2 separate regions of the Sus scrofa genome follow, and region 1 is linked to region 2. A link is a contact called in public HiChIP or PLAC-seq data. All regions are on one chromosome and are shown on one strand. The core of a region is the stretch at or near the end of the contact, and the rest is flanking DNA. Distances in the headings are between cores, read along the strand shown. Region 1 holds the start of UBQLN1 (ubiquilin-1). Region 2 holds the start of HNRNPK (heterogeneous nuclear ribonucleoprotein K).

The links. HiChIP or PLAC-seq counts read pairs in DNA pulled down with a chosen protein or histone mark.
Region 1: a contact with region 2 is called in an H3K27ac HiChIP or PLAC-seq map of alveolar macrophages. The contact joins the promoter of UBQLN1 here to the promoter of HNRNPK in region 2. A contact is called at or near these places in 1 of 5 promoter capture datasets (fetal liver), 3 of 47 Hi-C or Micro-C datasets (alveolar macrophages, embryonic fibroblasts and epiblast stem cells) and 2 of 2 datasets of contacts at active chromatin or transcription factors (alveolar macrophages and skeletal muscle).

The regions. Positions count from the first base shown.
Region 1 is chr10:31,270,664-31,277,561 of Sscrofa11.1, forward strand. It overlaps UBQLN1 (ubiquilin-1), which reads left to right and starts at 5,253. Exons shown (of 12, transcript XM_021064658.1): 1 at 5,253-5,510; 2 at 5,776-6,395. The coding sequence starts at 6,216. It overlaps LOC110255669 (a long non-coding RNA gene), which reads right to left and starts at 5,883. Exons shown (of 2, transcript XR_002336308.1): 1 at 5,751-5,883; 2 at 3,649-5,027.
Region 2 is chr10:30,972,748-30,979,924 of Sscrofa11.1, forward strand. HNRNPK (heterogeneous nuclear ribonucleoprotein K) reads left to right here and starts at 2,946. Exons shown (of 17, transcript NM_001267845.1): 1 at 2,946-3,057; 2 at 5,044-5,117; 3 at 5,228-5,312; 4 at 5,737-5,834; 5 at 6,417-6,473. The coding sequence starts at 5,255. RMI1 (recQ-mediated genome instability protein 1) reads right to left here and starts at 2,802. Exons shown (of 4, transcript XM_005668027.3): 1 at 2,667-2,802.

The sequences.
Region 1 (6,898 bases), core at 4,003-6,502, 300 kb after region 2:
TGCAACTTCCATGTCAGTCTATAACTATCTCAAAATAAAAAGTAAAACAAAAATAGTGAGACTAGAGCAAAATAAGAACTACAGGTGCGTTCCTCAGAGAGGCTTGCTATATCTCCTTCCCTTGGACCACTCTCCACCTTCTTGTTGCTTCTGCATATTATGCAGTGCTTGGCACAGCTGTGGGATCCACTTAGGAGCTTGACTTCAAAGCTTGTGGTGGCTGTACATATATTTGTACATTCCACCCTAAACGTTCAAAGTTTTAGTTGGTGAATTAGTAAACAACCCTCCTCACCACCACTTCTTCCCCAGCCCTAATGCTCAGAAATTTACTGTACATTTTACCATGTTCCTACTTTAATTTGGAAGTAACCCTAGAGATCTTTGTGGACTGTTCCTAGGCTATGGCCCAGTTTGAGATCAATGCCCTGGCAGAGTTTCCATTTCTCACTACTGCATCTTTCTCATGAAGTTGCCCCTTTCAACACACTTAACCAAATCATATCCATTCCTTAAGGATAATTTCCTTTAAAATCCCTCTATGATTCTCCCTCCTTCTCTGCACCAAGCAGGGAATGAATAATGTTTCCTTTTTCTGAAACTATGGCAAAGCAAGTATGTAGGATATATCTATATAGGTACGTATTATCCATCTATCTATCTTTGTACTATAAACCTCCGGGGAGACAAAAGAGTATAAAATACGACTTACTGATTTAAGCGAATTTCTTTTCTAGTGGTAAACATGACAGTTCAACAATTCATTATTAACAGTAAATGATCTCATACCAAGAAATTAGTTTAGGCATTGGGTGGTAATATGATGATTAAGTCTTGATCGCTGTTTTCAAGAACCTTGTCTAATAAAAGAAATAGGCACACAAGTGTAACACAAGGCAGAATGTGATAAGTGACAGCAGAAAGGTAATAGTCAAATGAGAATATAAAGTATTTAGAGAACATGTCTCTCAAAAAAATGTTATCAGGGAAAAACTGTTAGGGAAAGTCACATTTCAAGGGAGTCCTGAAGGATGGGTAAAACAATGGAATTAAAATGAGAGTGAAGAATTTCTACTTGCAGTGAAAATGTGTTGAAGCCTAGAAGAAGGAAAGCACAAGACAAACTTGGAATGTCCAGTGGACTCACTTGATTGATGGTAAGATCTGAATGAAGACAGCCAGTATCTAAACTTGTGGATGCCATGCCACAAGTTTAGGTATTATTCTAAAGCTTTGGTGAGAGCTAATGACAATTTTCTGGGTGTCATGATCAAAGACTAGTTCTAGAAGGATAATATTCATAATCAATAGAAAATAGTTTTGAAGATAGTGACTCTAGACTGAGGCAGAGGAATCTTTTGGAGGTTATTGTTACAATCTGGGCTATTATTAATGAAGGTGTGAACTAGACTGGTAGCAAGAGAAATAGTTTTAGGTAATTGACGGTGATGAATTGTTAAGTGAAGGGTACAAATGATGATGATGAAGGTCAGAGAAAAAATGATTCTGCAGGCTTGGGTGTTTTCTAAAAGAGAAAAGGCTGTAATAATGGGCACATGGCAGATGTAGTGATGTGAGATCCTACGTGAGAGAAGTATAATGTACAAATGTTTCTAGACATGATAATAAATATGCTTGACTGTAGCAGGCTATATCTATAAAGAGTAATGGGAGTGAAGCTTGAAAGGCCAGGAATTAGTTGTGGAAGGCCTTGAATTTCTAGCTAAGAAGCTTAGGCCTTAATTTTATTAGGCTTTTTTTTTTTTTTTTTTTTTTTTTTTTCTTTTCTAGGGTTGTTCTCACGGTATATGGAGGTTCCCAGGCTAGGGGTCAAATCGGAGCTGTAGCCACCAGCCTATGCCAGAGCCGTAGCAACGTGGGATCCGAGCCGCGTCTGCAACCTACACCACAGCTCAGGGCAACGCCGGATCGTCAACCCACTGAGCAAGGGCAGGGACGGAACCCGCAACCTCATGGTTCCTAGTCGGATTCGTTAACCACTGCGCCACAACAGGAACTCCAATAAATTCTTTTTTTTTTTTTTTTTTTGTCTTTTCGCTATTTCTTGGGCCGCTCCCGCGGCATATGGAGGTTCCCAGGCTAGGGGTCGAATCGGAGCTGTAGCCACCGGCCTACGCCAGAGCCACAGCAACGCGGGATCCGAGCCGCGTCTGCAACCTACACCACAGCTCACGGCAACGCCGGATCGTTAACCCACTGAGCAAGGGCAGGGATCGAACCCGCAACCTCATGGTTCCTAGTCGGATTCGTTAACCACTGCGCCACAACGGGAACTCCTCCAATAAATTCTTGATTGATTGAATTGACTGACTCATTTTGTCAAAGAAGAATTCTACCATGAATATTAAATATAAAAACATTTATATTTAATATAAATATAAAAACATTTATATTTAATATAAATATAAAAACATTTATATTTAATATAAATATAAAAACATCTTATTTATATAAAATCTTATTTCTAAACTTGAAGTTGGAATATTGGGACTTATAAAAAAAGACATGTCCAGTTAGAGCTGCTCACATTGTCTTGTGAGAACTGAATGGTAAAATTTCAGCAGTTTTGTGAGCAACGACCTCAAGTTTGTAGCTTGAGATTGGCCATTTTGTAAGTAGCATTATATCAAGGAAACTGGCACATGCTAAAAAAATCAAAGCTTGCTTTCTTGAGTGTTTATTAAATACTTATTGGCATGGTACTGAGGCAGGAGGTAGATGGGCTCTAGGATAGAAATTTGCAACTAGCCTCTTATTTACACTTCTTGAAGCAGAAGATAGATGGGCTCCAGGACAAACATTTACAACCAGCCACCTATCTATATTTCAAGATAGAAATAACAACAGGAACAAGGCAAATAACTGGTACTTGTCTTCTGAGAACTTGTTAAACAATGATAATGACAGGATCAGAAGAGGGGCTAATAATCCCTGCTTGATCAAAAGACCAAGAAGTCACATTCTTCCCGTCCTTGGGGCCAGGGAGACCCCAACTATACATGCACAGAGAGACCCTTCTGGGTCAGAAAGGGAGGGTATGCCAGGTCATAATAAGTCAAGAGAACCTCTCCACCATGCTTTGCTTTGGACTCCACTTTGTCCAAAAGATGTGCATGGAGATCAGGGAGGGCTCTGGGTCAGGTCAAGTGTAAAAGGTAAAACAAGGTAATTGCCAAAGGAAGACAAAGACCTGGAAGAACTGTTCTATATAAGTGACTTACTTTAATAATGCTATATTATACCTGCACCCTCACTCCTTTGGGCGTGTATTACCACTTTACTTCTGCCTTAGATAAACAAATTCTCTGTGTGCTCTCCCACACACTGTACTGTGTTTCCAACAATAAACTTTATACCTATTTTTTACAATCTTTGCCTTCTTGAAACATTCTTGCTTTCGACAGGGGGCAAGAAAGAGGGCAATTCTGCTTTAAGCCTCTAGCTACTCTGGTGGCTAGGATTCCTGGTCTTCACTCAGGCTGCCCAGGTTCAATTCCTGAGCAGAGAATTAAGGTCTCACTTCAAGCCATCACCCACTGCTGTCTCTCTGAAATGAGTACTGGGAGACTCCTCACTCCATCTCCTCCTACCCATTACCCATCCCATCCAACTTCCTTTCTTTCTCTGTTTTTTTTTTTTTTTTTTTTTTTTTTTTTTGCCATGTCCCCAGAAAGCAGAAGTTCCTGAGCTAGGGATTGAACCCGTGCCACAGCAGTGACAATGCAGGAACTCCCTTGCCTCTTTTTTGAGGGCAGACACTGACTCTTATTTTCCTCTGTATCCTCAACATAGTATTTGGACATTAATGTGCTCAATTAATGTTTGTAAAATGAATGACATATGCTCTTGAAATTTTTTTTTTTTCTTTTTAGGAGCACACCCGAGGCATATGGATGTTCCCAGGCTAGGAGTCTAATTGGAGCTACAGGTGCCAGTCACAGCCACGACCACAGCAATGCCAGATCCCTAACACGCTGAGCGAGGGCAGGGATTGAACCTCCAACCTCACGGTCCTTAGTCAGATTCGTTTCTGCTGTGCCACGACAGGACCTCCAGCTCTTATATTTGTTTCACCAATCATTTAACAAACAAAAATTGTTCAAAAGAATATGCCTCAGACACCCTGTGGCCAAATCAGATCCTAGGCCTGTTTTTGTAAGTAGTTTTACCAGGACACAGGGAGGCTTAGTTACCCATACACTGTCTGCAGTTGTTCTTTGTTACAAGCACAGAGCTGAGTATTTGAGATGGAAAATGTATGGTCCACAAAGCCCGATACAGCTACTATCTAGTCTTTCGATGGTTTCTTACAAGGTAGAGTTGTATCCAAAAAGGGCTCTAATGAATTACTTAACTACATAGTCTTACAGATAAATTCTATTACTCCATAAATTGAGCATAGTCATCAGAATTTTTGTAGAAATTGATGTAGATATAAATAATTACAGAGAAATTTTTCCTAAGTGTAGGGTTAGAGATAAATGATTGGTTTTCCAATGGCAGAACTTTCCACCTTGACAAGTAATGATTACCTCACATCCAGACACAAACAAACAGTCATCTTCTAGCAGAGAGCCTTGTGTAACTTCTTCATGCTATTATTGAACAAGCTGCCAGGAATGTAGCTGATATCAGATGATGCCTATGTTGCAATTTACACTTTGAGAGCTCCTCTTAGACCGAGATTCCAAAGGAGCTCTGCTAAAAAGTGGTCTTCATGTAAGAGTACTTATAACCAGAACAGAGTTGGATGGCTTAAGAACAGAAATACAGTACGTATCCTTGCATATTTGGATCATGGTGGGGTGTCAGAGTTTACACTTGTGCAATACTGGTTAATAAAGTTCATGTCCTGTGTTGTACATTCCTTTGCAAGTCATCTTCAAAGGCAGATGATAAGTTCATTTCAAATTTAGAATTCTTTAGAGGGAAATTAACTTACTGTTTCTTATTTGTACCCATGTTTCATTGAATATAATCTTCGAAACTTTAATGCCACTTGAAGTCTGAAATGAAGCAGTAACTTAATTTGAAAGAATATAAAATGAACACCTGAGCTTCATTAAATTGTCCCAGTTGGGTGGGCACTTCTTGGGTACTCTGCTTGTGCCACAAACATTTGGGGGGATAGTATTCAGAGAACTCCAGGATGCACTAGCAGGGTTGTCAACGCAGGAGAGGCCACTGTCAACACAGGTGGCCTGATCACCTGACCAAACGGGACTGACCCGAGGGTGGGAAGCTCTGGCCATGGAGCAGTGACTCCGCGAAACTGCGCAAGGTGGCTACAGGCATGTACTCCATTTTCCTTTTCTTAGGACGAGGATTTTTTTCCTCCATTAATTCATAATTCAACTCTCGCGCACCGGGCTATAAGAGCAAGTGTTTTAAAGCTTCCAAGTGGGTAAGAATCAAGCACATTTAAAATCAACGAAACACCTTGCGGGCATTTGTTCTAGACCCTCCTCGCAGCAGGCTACGCAAAGCAGGTACGGGAGCTAAGGGGGTGCGCACCGCCACCGGGGGGAGGGGGGGTGTAAGGTGAGGGGGTTGGGGAAACTACCTGGCCCACCAGCGCGCACGCGCATCTCCAGCCGCAGCGCCCAGTGGTCGATACCCCTTTCCAGTACTTTCGCTAGCCGTGACGTCATCCCTCTGCGCCCTTTCTGTCTCCCCGAGAACACGCGAGTTTATTTTTTGGTGAAAGGGGTAAAAAGAAATGAACTGACCTCTTCTACCCCACTTTGTTTTTAGTCCTTCATTCTGAACGCGCCTACGCTTTGAGCAATGGAGCAGGAAAGGGCAAAAAAGCCAGCCAGAGTCCCAAGCGGCGCCGGCCTGGCATGACTCGGCTACGTCTCCAGCCGCGTTACCCGGCGTGCCCCGCGCGGCGCCGGCAGAGGGACGTGGGGGGGAGGGGCGGGGAGGAGGAAGCGGCGGCGGCGGCTGCGGATGTCGCTGTGAGCGAGCGGCATCTGAACACACGGCGGCTGCCGAGCGCCCAACCCGGGCCTGCGCCGGGGTCCACGCCAAGCTTCGCGGCCCCTCGCCCGCTAGGACAGCCCTGCGCCCGTTGTCACCGAGGCAGCGTGCCCCACATTCTCCGCTGCCCAGGCCGGCCGGCTCTGGCGTCGCCTGGCTCCCCCTCGTTCGCCCGCTCCCTCCTGCGCGCCTGAGTCACCGCCGTCGCCGCCATGGCCGAGAATGGTGAAAGCGGCAGCCCTCCGAGCTCCCAGGACAGCGCCGCCGCGGCCGAAGGTGCCGGCGCCCCCGCGGCCGCTGCCTCCGCCGAGCCCAAGATCATGAAAGTCACCGTGAAGACCCCGAAGGAGAAGGAGGAGTTCGCAGTGCCGGAGAATAGCTCAGTCCAGCAGGTGAGGGCCGCCCTAGGCTCGGGGCGTAGTGGGGATGGCGGCAGGACCTCCGCCCGCCGTGGGAGGAGACGGTTTTGCAAGGGTTTGGCGGTGGTGGGGGTCGTCCCCGGAGGTGCCCTCATCCTTTCTCCCGCGTCTCATCCCAAATTCGATCACACCCAAGTTCGTGGGTTTGCTCCTGGGGGCATCGCAGGTTTGTGGCGGGGGCCGCGCGGCCTTTTTGGGGGATGAACAGATGCTGCTTCTCTCGGCTCCTTCTTCGGGCGTCCACAGACCCCCAGCCTCCTCCTCCAGCTCCCCGCCCCCAGCCGCCTCCTTCTGGCTCCTCACAAAGGAAAGGGACCCGCCGCCTGGCTCCGGGCGGGGTGGAGTCTGGGTTAGGGTTCGCCTTAGCCTAGTCTGCGATTTTGTCTCGTGAAAAAAAAAAAAGGGGATGCTCATTGTTTTACCTGCCTACAGGTTAAGGTGGATTGGGGGATGACGAGCACGTGTACATTTGGTTC
Region 2 (7,177 bases), core at 1,696-4,195:
GAGAAGAAAAGAGGAAAATTCTATCATTCACCATTAAGACTAGGCGAATTTGATTTATAAGCTGATTTTCAGCCAGCCTCACATATTTCAATTTTTTAAAAAACAAAGAGGCAGAAGTACCATCATATTGGACATTGTATAGCTAAGACTTAAAAGTACTAACAAATATTTCTATTATAACCACTCCTTGTTTCTAATGTCTTCATCTGAAAAATAAAGTAAGTCTCTGTTTTAACTCCTTGGGGATGGCTTCAAGGTAACCCCAGAATTTTGAGAAGGCACTCTCTGAAAACTAGAGGGGAAAAAAATTATATTTGTATGACTGGGTGACTTTGCTACACAGCAGAAACTGGCAGAACATTGTAAATCAACTCTAATTTTTAAAATGTATCTTTTTAAAAAATTATATTTAATGACTGAAATCAGAAAGAAGTAACTAGTGGAGCTGTTTGTGGATCCTCCATAACCTAATGTAAGGAAAAAACAGAACAGGTTTAGGAGTCTGAATCCCATCTCCGTTATGTGACCTTAGACATGTTCCTTAACTTCTCTCAGTCTTAACTGCCTTGTCAGTAAAACAGAGATATTGACAATTTACTTGAAGGACTGTAGTAAGCATTAAGCTGCCCGAACAAGGTCTGGTATAGAGAGCAGAAAGTGGCAGTTATAAAACCGTAAATAATCATCCGCCTGGCTAGTGTACTATCTCAGTTATATTAGTTTATCTGAAGTAAATCCCACAGCTAATTTAGAGCTAATACCAGTTCTAAATTCATTGGGAGGGTCCAAATAATAATACAATTAACTACACAAGACAGGATCTCATAAGGTATCAATCAAGTTAGCAAGTCCTTGAATAACTATAGACACAACATAGTTTGGCTGAAAACAATAGAGGATGAAAGGATGGTGGAAAGACTTTCCTCAAGCTACCAAGTCCTTGAATGAAGCAAGTAGAATATAGTTTGGTTGAAAATAGAGGAAGAAAAGACAGTGAGAAAACAGACTTTCCTGTTGTTTAAATAGTAAACCTAGAAAACAAATGAAAAGAGGTAAGGAAGAAAACAAGTAGGAAAAAAGAAAATCTGACAATGGCATCTGGAAAAGAGGAATAAGAGTTAGGGAACAGTCATGAGTGAAACTGGGAAGGAGTTCTTAGACCTACTTGCTTTGCATTCCTGCCCATCACTCACCACTGTTTATCAAGTCAAAAAATTATGGCTGCAACAGAAATACTAGCTTGAAAGAAAGCATTATTGATACAGTACCCTTATATGTACCTGTTTATGTTAATGAAAGTCCCGGGTTTTAAATGACAGATTCAATTAAATGCTGCAAATCCTAACTAGATTAAATCTCTATAATCCAAGTAGCCCCAGCCCCTTCATACACTCAGTCAATTCTTGGTTGAACATTAAACATCTGAACCATATATTATAAAACCAAACTCGAGTTAAGTTTTACCTCCCCACAAGACTATAGTATTTTTCATGGCGGGGGCCATTACAAAAATTATACTGCGACTCAAAGAACCTTTTATTAACTCCACAATCCCAGACACTATGTACTAACAGTATTTAACTATCCTCCCAGCCAGCAAATGTTGGTGTTCAGATCGCCTTAAAAAGTTTCTTCCTAATCAAACAAGTAAGATACTAGATGGCTGATCACAGCCACTTTAAAAAGAGGCTAGTTACACCTAATTTGCAAATTCTTCAAGAGGGAAATCAAGTTACAACGGAATGAATCAGCACAAATTCATCATGACCAAAATATATATATATGTGTGTGTGTGTGTGTATTCAGCTTCACACGTAAATTATAGCATTTTTGCACTTACACATGAATTTGAGGTTGTGGGTGAGAGCCGGCGGGTTAAGTCAGGATGTGGATACTGGGTACTACCGGCAATTTTCCAGGTTTGTCACCGATTCAGAGTGACCTTAAGTGCCTTAACAAAGGAAATCATCACAGACAGACACAGGGGCCTTAGAAGTAACCAAACACAAAGCAAGTATAAAATGAATAAGCTAGGTCGATAATACATCTGAGGGCGAAGGTTTTGGTCTGTTTTAATCACTGCCGAATACCCTGACACAAGACGAGTGCTTGAAGGAGGTGGGTGAACTTTGGAAAGCGGATGTCTACAACACAATTTGCGATTTGCATTCATTGTAGGAAATGAAAGTAATACTTCCAGAAATTTTTCACACATAACTGCAGCAACGATACTACAAAATATACGTATCATAGGCCTCATGAACAAGAAAAGAAAGCGAAAAAAGAAAGGGAAAACAGAAAAAGAAAAGCTGTCGTCCGGACCAAGAGACCCTGGGCTCTCCGAAGGTGAACAGATTCAGGGCCGGAAGAGAAGGGGACAAGTTCTCCAGGACACCGGGGCTCGCCCGCCACGGCCTGGAGGGACGGCCTGCGTTTCCTGGAGTCTCGCCCAAGGCGCCGGCAGGCAGCAGGCCGAGCCCCGCGGCCCGTTACAGGCAGCGAGTTACCGCGGCTGGGGCCGGGCCGTTGGACGGGCTGCACTTACCGACGCGCAGCTCGCCCTGAAGCCCCGCAGACCGGGAGGGAAGGGAATACCGGGGAGAGAGGGAGGGAGGCGCGAATGTAGACTGTGGAAACAAGGGCACTTGTCTGGGCCTAGCACCGACCTGGGCGTCCCGACTTCCCTCGAGCAACAGCGGCTGCCGGGCCGCTCGACTTGAGAGAGCAGGAACCGCTACGCCGCGCGCCCTAATCCTTTTTAGCTCGTTCCCGCCAGATTTGCCGCGCAGTCATGCCCCTCCTCCCAACCCAGAAAACTCCTCCCGGCCGCGAAGACGCCCCTTCTCCCGCCCCCTCCCTGTGAGCGTGAACGAGACAGCCTTTAGTTCTCGCGAGAGGCTACCCCCCCCCGCCCCTTTCCCCCACAGCTAGTGAGTGCGCGAACGAGAAAGGAGGAGGGCGCTCCAGGCGAAAGCTCTGCAGACGCCATTATCCTCTGTTTCTTCGCTGCACCAACCTCGAAGTCTTGTCTACGTCCCGCTTATTTGCGGCCTAGAGGTAATTAGGGTTGTAAGGGCTTGGGTGTTACGGGCTCGGGCAGGGTTTGGCCTCCCCAAAGGCTGTGTTGACTTTTTCCAAGTCTGGTTTTTCTCGGGCCCTTAGCGGCCTTAGCCTGAAGGGAGGCGCCGGCGGGGGGCGGGGTTGTCGCCTCCTCCGGCGCCTTGATTGACGCGGCCTTCGGCCAATCATTTCGCCCTCGCGCCACCGCTGTAGCCGGGGCAGCCAATCGGGCACAGCGGCGGGGTAGGGGAGCGCGGGGAGGCGGGGGAGGGCGGCGGGGCCTGCGCTCGTTCTCTGTCTAGCTGTGACCGGCTGAGGCGGCGCGGCGGCACAGGGACGGTAGTTTTGCCTAGTAAGGAGTCGGGCTGGGCGAGCGGCGCGTGGGGGCGAGCGCCGGAGACCAATATCTCCACTTGAGGGAGGCTTTGGGGGCTGCTTAGTGGTTGGCGGGTTCTGGGGGGGGGAACGTTGCCGGGCTTCCCCTCCCCCCTCCCCCTCCGCCATTTCCCTGAGAGCGTATATCCGCAGTCCGCGTTGTGGTGTTGGCGGCTTCGAGGAATCGCAGGGCTGGTACCGGTGGCATGAGCTGTAGTTCTGGAGTCTTGGGAACTAGGCACGTTGTGCAGGGAAGAGGAGGGGCCGGCGGGTGGGCCCCGAGGGCGGTAGAGAACGCCGCCGCTCTCTTTGTGTGGGTCCCGCCGCACTTGGGCGCTCCCGGCCCGAGCCTGGAGCGGGAGCGGAAGAGCTGGAATGGTCCCGGCTGCCTCCGTTGCTTTGTCTCTCCCGCGGAGGGGGGGAGGGTGCGGGGGATGAGGTCTCGGGACCGCGTGGTGGGTGGGGGAGGGGGGTCCGCGCTCGGCTCCGCCTAGTAGCACGTAGTCGCCATTACGCGGGCCGCCATTTCCTGTCGGATCCGGGTGAGGAGAGGTGCGGAGCTGGTGCTCCCGCCTCGGGAGCTTTTCCAACTCCTGTTGCCTGGCCGTTGCCGACACCGGTATCGGGCGTTGGGGCGAGGAGGGCAAGTTTGAGCTCGGCGGGTCACGCACATACTTGGCGATTTTTCGCGGTCTGAGAGAGGGTGTCTAAAGGACCCGAAGGATATTTATTTATCCTTGCAAACAGCTTGGTATTGGTTTTTAACCTCTTTTATCCAGATCTGCCACCTCACGTCAGTGTTTAACCGAGTGGTGGGCCAGAAGGTTAGCGTTTTTGTTTTTTTTTTTTTTTTTCAGTTAGTGTTTGGACGGGTGGAAGGCATAAATGTTGCCTTGACTTTGAGCTCTAAGCTGTTTGGCTATATTCTGGCGAGGGCCACGAGTCGCCTCCTTCTACCAGTCTTGAGAGAGGAGCTAAAAGCAATTACATCACCAGCCTGGTATTGAAGATGTGGTTGTTAGGTTACACCCGCTTTTAATGTAATTTTAAAATATCCCGCTAGTGATGGTATTGGTGTTCAAGGGTTCTGTTGGATGGTTAAGTAGTACTGGCAGTTTCGGGTTTTGCTTGTATCAACTTTGCAGACTTAATTATTGCTCCAATGGATTGACTTGACGGTTGGATATGGTTTGAATTTGGCTTTATGTTTGTAAATTTTAAAGATTTCGGAGATAGCATTTCAAGTCAACAAAGGAAAGAAACCCAAAAGCGATTTTAAATTCCAGTATAAAAATAATCCTTCCATAAATTTATACTTCCCAGAACACAGGCTCAGAAGCTCATATGCCTTACATGCTTCTCTGGCTTTCTTTGTCATATAAAATAACTAGTTGCTGTGGAAGGACTTGATCCAATGGCTTAAAATTAGTGTTAATTTTTAACAAAATCAGATGATGGTCTTTTGTTTTTTGAGGCAGTTATTGTGAGGTTTAAGACCCTAAAACAAACACGTTTTAAAAACAGCTCTTTGGGTCGTTGTGTTCAAATTAACATTCATCAGTACTTAGTAACCGAAAAGGGAAAGCTGATTCGTGTTGGTTTTTATAGGCTACTGCAGCACCATAGTGTCAGTTGGTCCCGCCCAGAACACTTCAGTTCTGCTCTGCAAGGATATATAACTGGTACGTTCTGGAAGTAGAATCATTTCTTTGCTTTAAAAAAAAAAAAAAATTAATTAGGGGCACAGCTTACTTTCCAGTAAGCCAAATGTACTGTTCTCTATTTTTCACAGATTGGTGTGTCCATTTAATACAAGAAAATGGAAACGGAACAACCGGAGGAAACCTTTCCCAACACTGAAACCAATGGCGAATTTGGTGAGAGAACGTTTTACTGTTTAGATTTTCTTTTTTTTTTTTTGGTCCTGTTAGCTTCATTATATTACTTTAATTTGAGATCCTTATCAGTTCTGTTTTGGAGTTTATTTATGAACTAGAAGTAACTTGTTTGCGTAGGTAACTAAATTTATTTTTTAAGACAGTAAATATTAAAATGTTGCATTTTGAAATTGCTGTTTTGTTGTGTTAAAATATATTTAGAAATATTGGAGCTGGAGAGTGCTTCAATTTGTGCTTAAAGTCTAAGCATAGGTGCCTTTTAAAACTTAAAATTGGCCTCAAATCTCTAAATAGAATGGAATTACTTTCTCTAATTTAACTTGCAGTTTAAAACTAAAGTGTAATGGAAAGTGTCCTTGAAGATGTTGGTGCTCTCTCTGAAGTCTGAACTGTTAATTTCTAGGTAAACGCCCTGCTGAAGATATGGAAGAAGAACAAGCTTTTAAAAGATCTAGAAACACTGATGAGATGGTTGAACTGCGCATCCTGCTTCAGAGCAAGGTATCAATTTATTCTTGAGAATTTGAAAATGGTTATTCAAGTAGAAATTAAGATAAGTTCTTATTGGGCCATCTGGGAGGCCTTAAGGGCTGCAGAATATGAGAGATTTGTGTGGCTCTTTCTAAATATCCTTTTGACCATGGTGACTGTTGTTTTGCTAACAATAAAAAGGAAAGCCCATGATAGTGAGCCACCACAGGTCAATCTAGGAGATCGGTATGGATGATCCTTAAAGTATTAATGGATTAGAGATTATATCTTGATTATATCATGGGTTCATTAGAAAGCATCCACATGTTGCCAGCTTACTTGACTCATACTATAGCTTACAAAGTCAAGGTATCTACAATTACTTGTTTTGTGGAAAGGAACTATAAAACTAGTTTAGTACCAGTGCTTCTGTTTTACATTTGGTGTGTTGCTGGCATTTTGAATATTTAGCCCCCAAAGTACATAGATCCTTAATTTTTGTTAACCTGATGGATTTGCTATCCCCAAGTAGTTTTTTATCCCTGTAGCCAAAAAAGAGATTAGACTTGCATGGTATTTATGGTTTTGTTTTGGTTTCTTTATCTTTTCCAGAATGCTGGGGCAGTGATTGGGAAAGGAGGCAAGAATATTAAGGCTCTCCGTACAGACGTAAGTATTAAAGAGTTTAAACGACTACTCAGGCAGCTTCAGTTTATGTGTTTGTATAAAATTAAAGATGCATCATAGAAATCATTTATAGTCTAGATACAAGCCTTTTATAATAATTGATTACATAGATGATTTCAGGTTTTGCCATTCCTGATTTAACAAAACCCATATTGAATTGGGTGAGGGGTCCATATTTAACCTCCTCACTTTATAATACTTTTCCACTACATTATTCACTTCAAGCAAGGTAACATCTTAATTAAAAATAACAGTATAAAAACCCTCAATTGCACCGTTTCCCATATGTGAATCAAATACAGTATTAATGAAAACCATTGCAGGTGGCTGATTAAACACCAAAATTTTTATTTCCCTTCCCCTTTTTACAATTCGTCCATGTGTTCTTTAACACCTTGCACATGGAGCACAAAGAAATTGAGGTTGCATGATTTAAATATGGGTAAAGAATAGAGTAGGCACTTAATCTTGCACCTGGGAAACCATTTGTCAACACTAATGATTTGTTTGAGTCTTCATATTTTATAGTGGGTTGACTCTTGTGATTAGACACATTAAATGTTGGTATCACCAGAAGTGAGCATATTTATAGGACTTGGCTACACCAAATTTCCTAAATTTTTTTTCTCATGTACACACTCTTGATGTTTTCTTGCTAATAAAGTTGAGGCAAATAACTTTGTGTT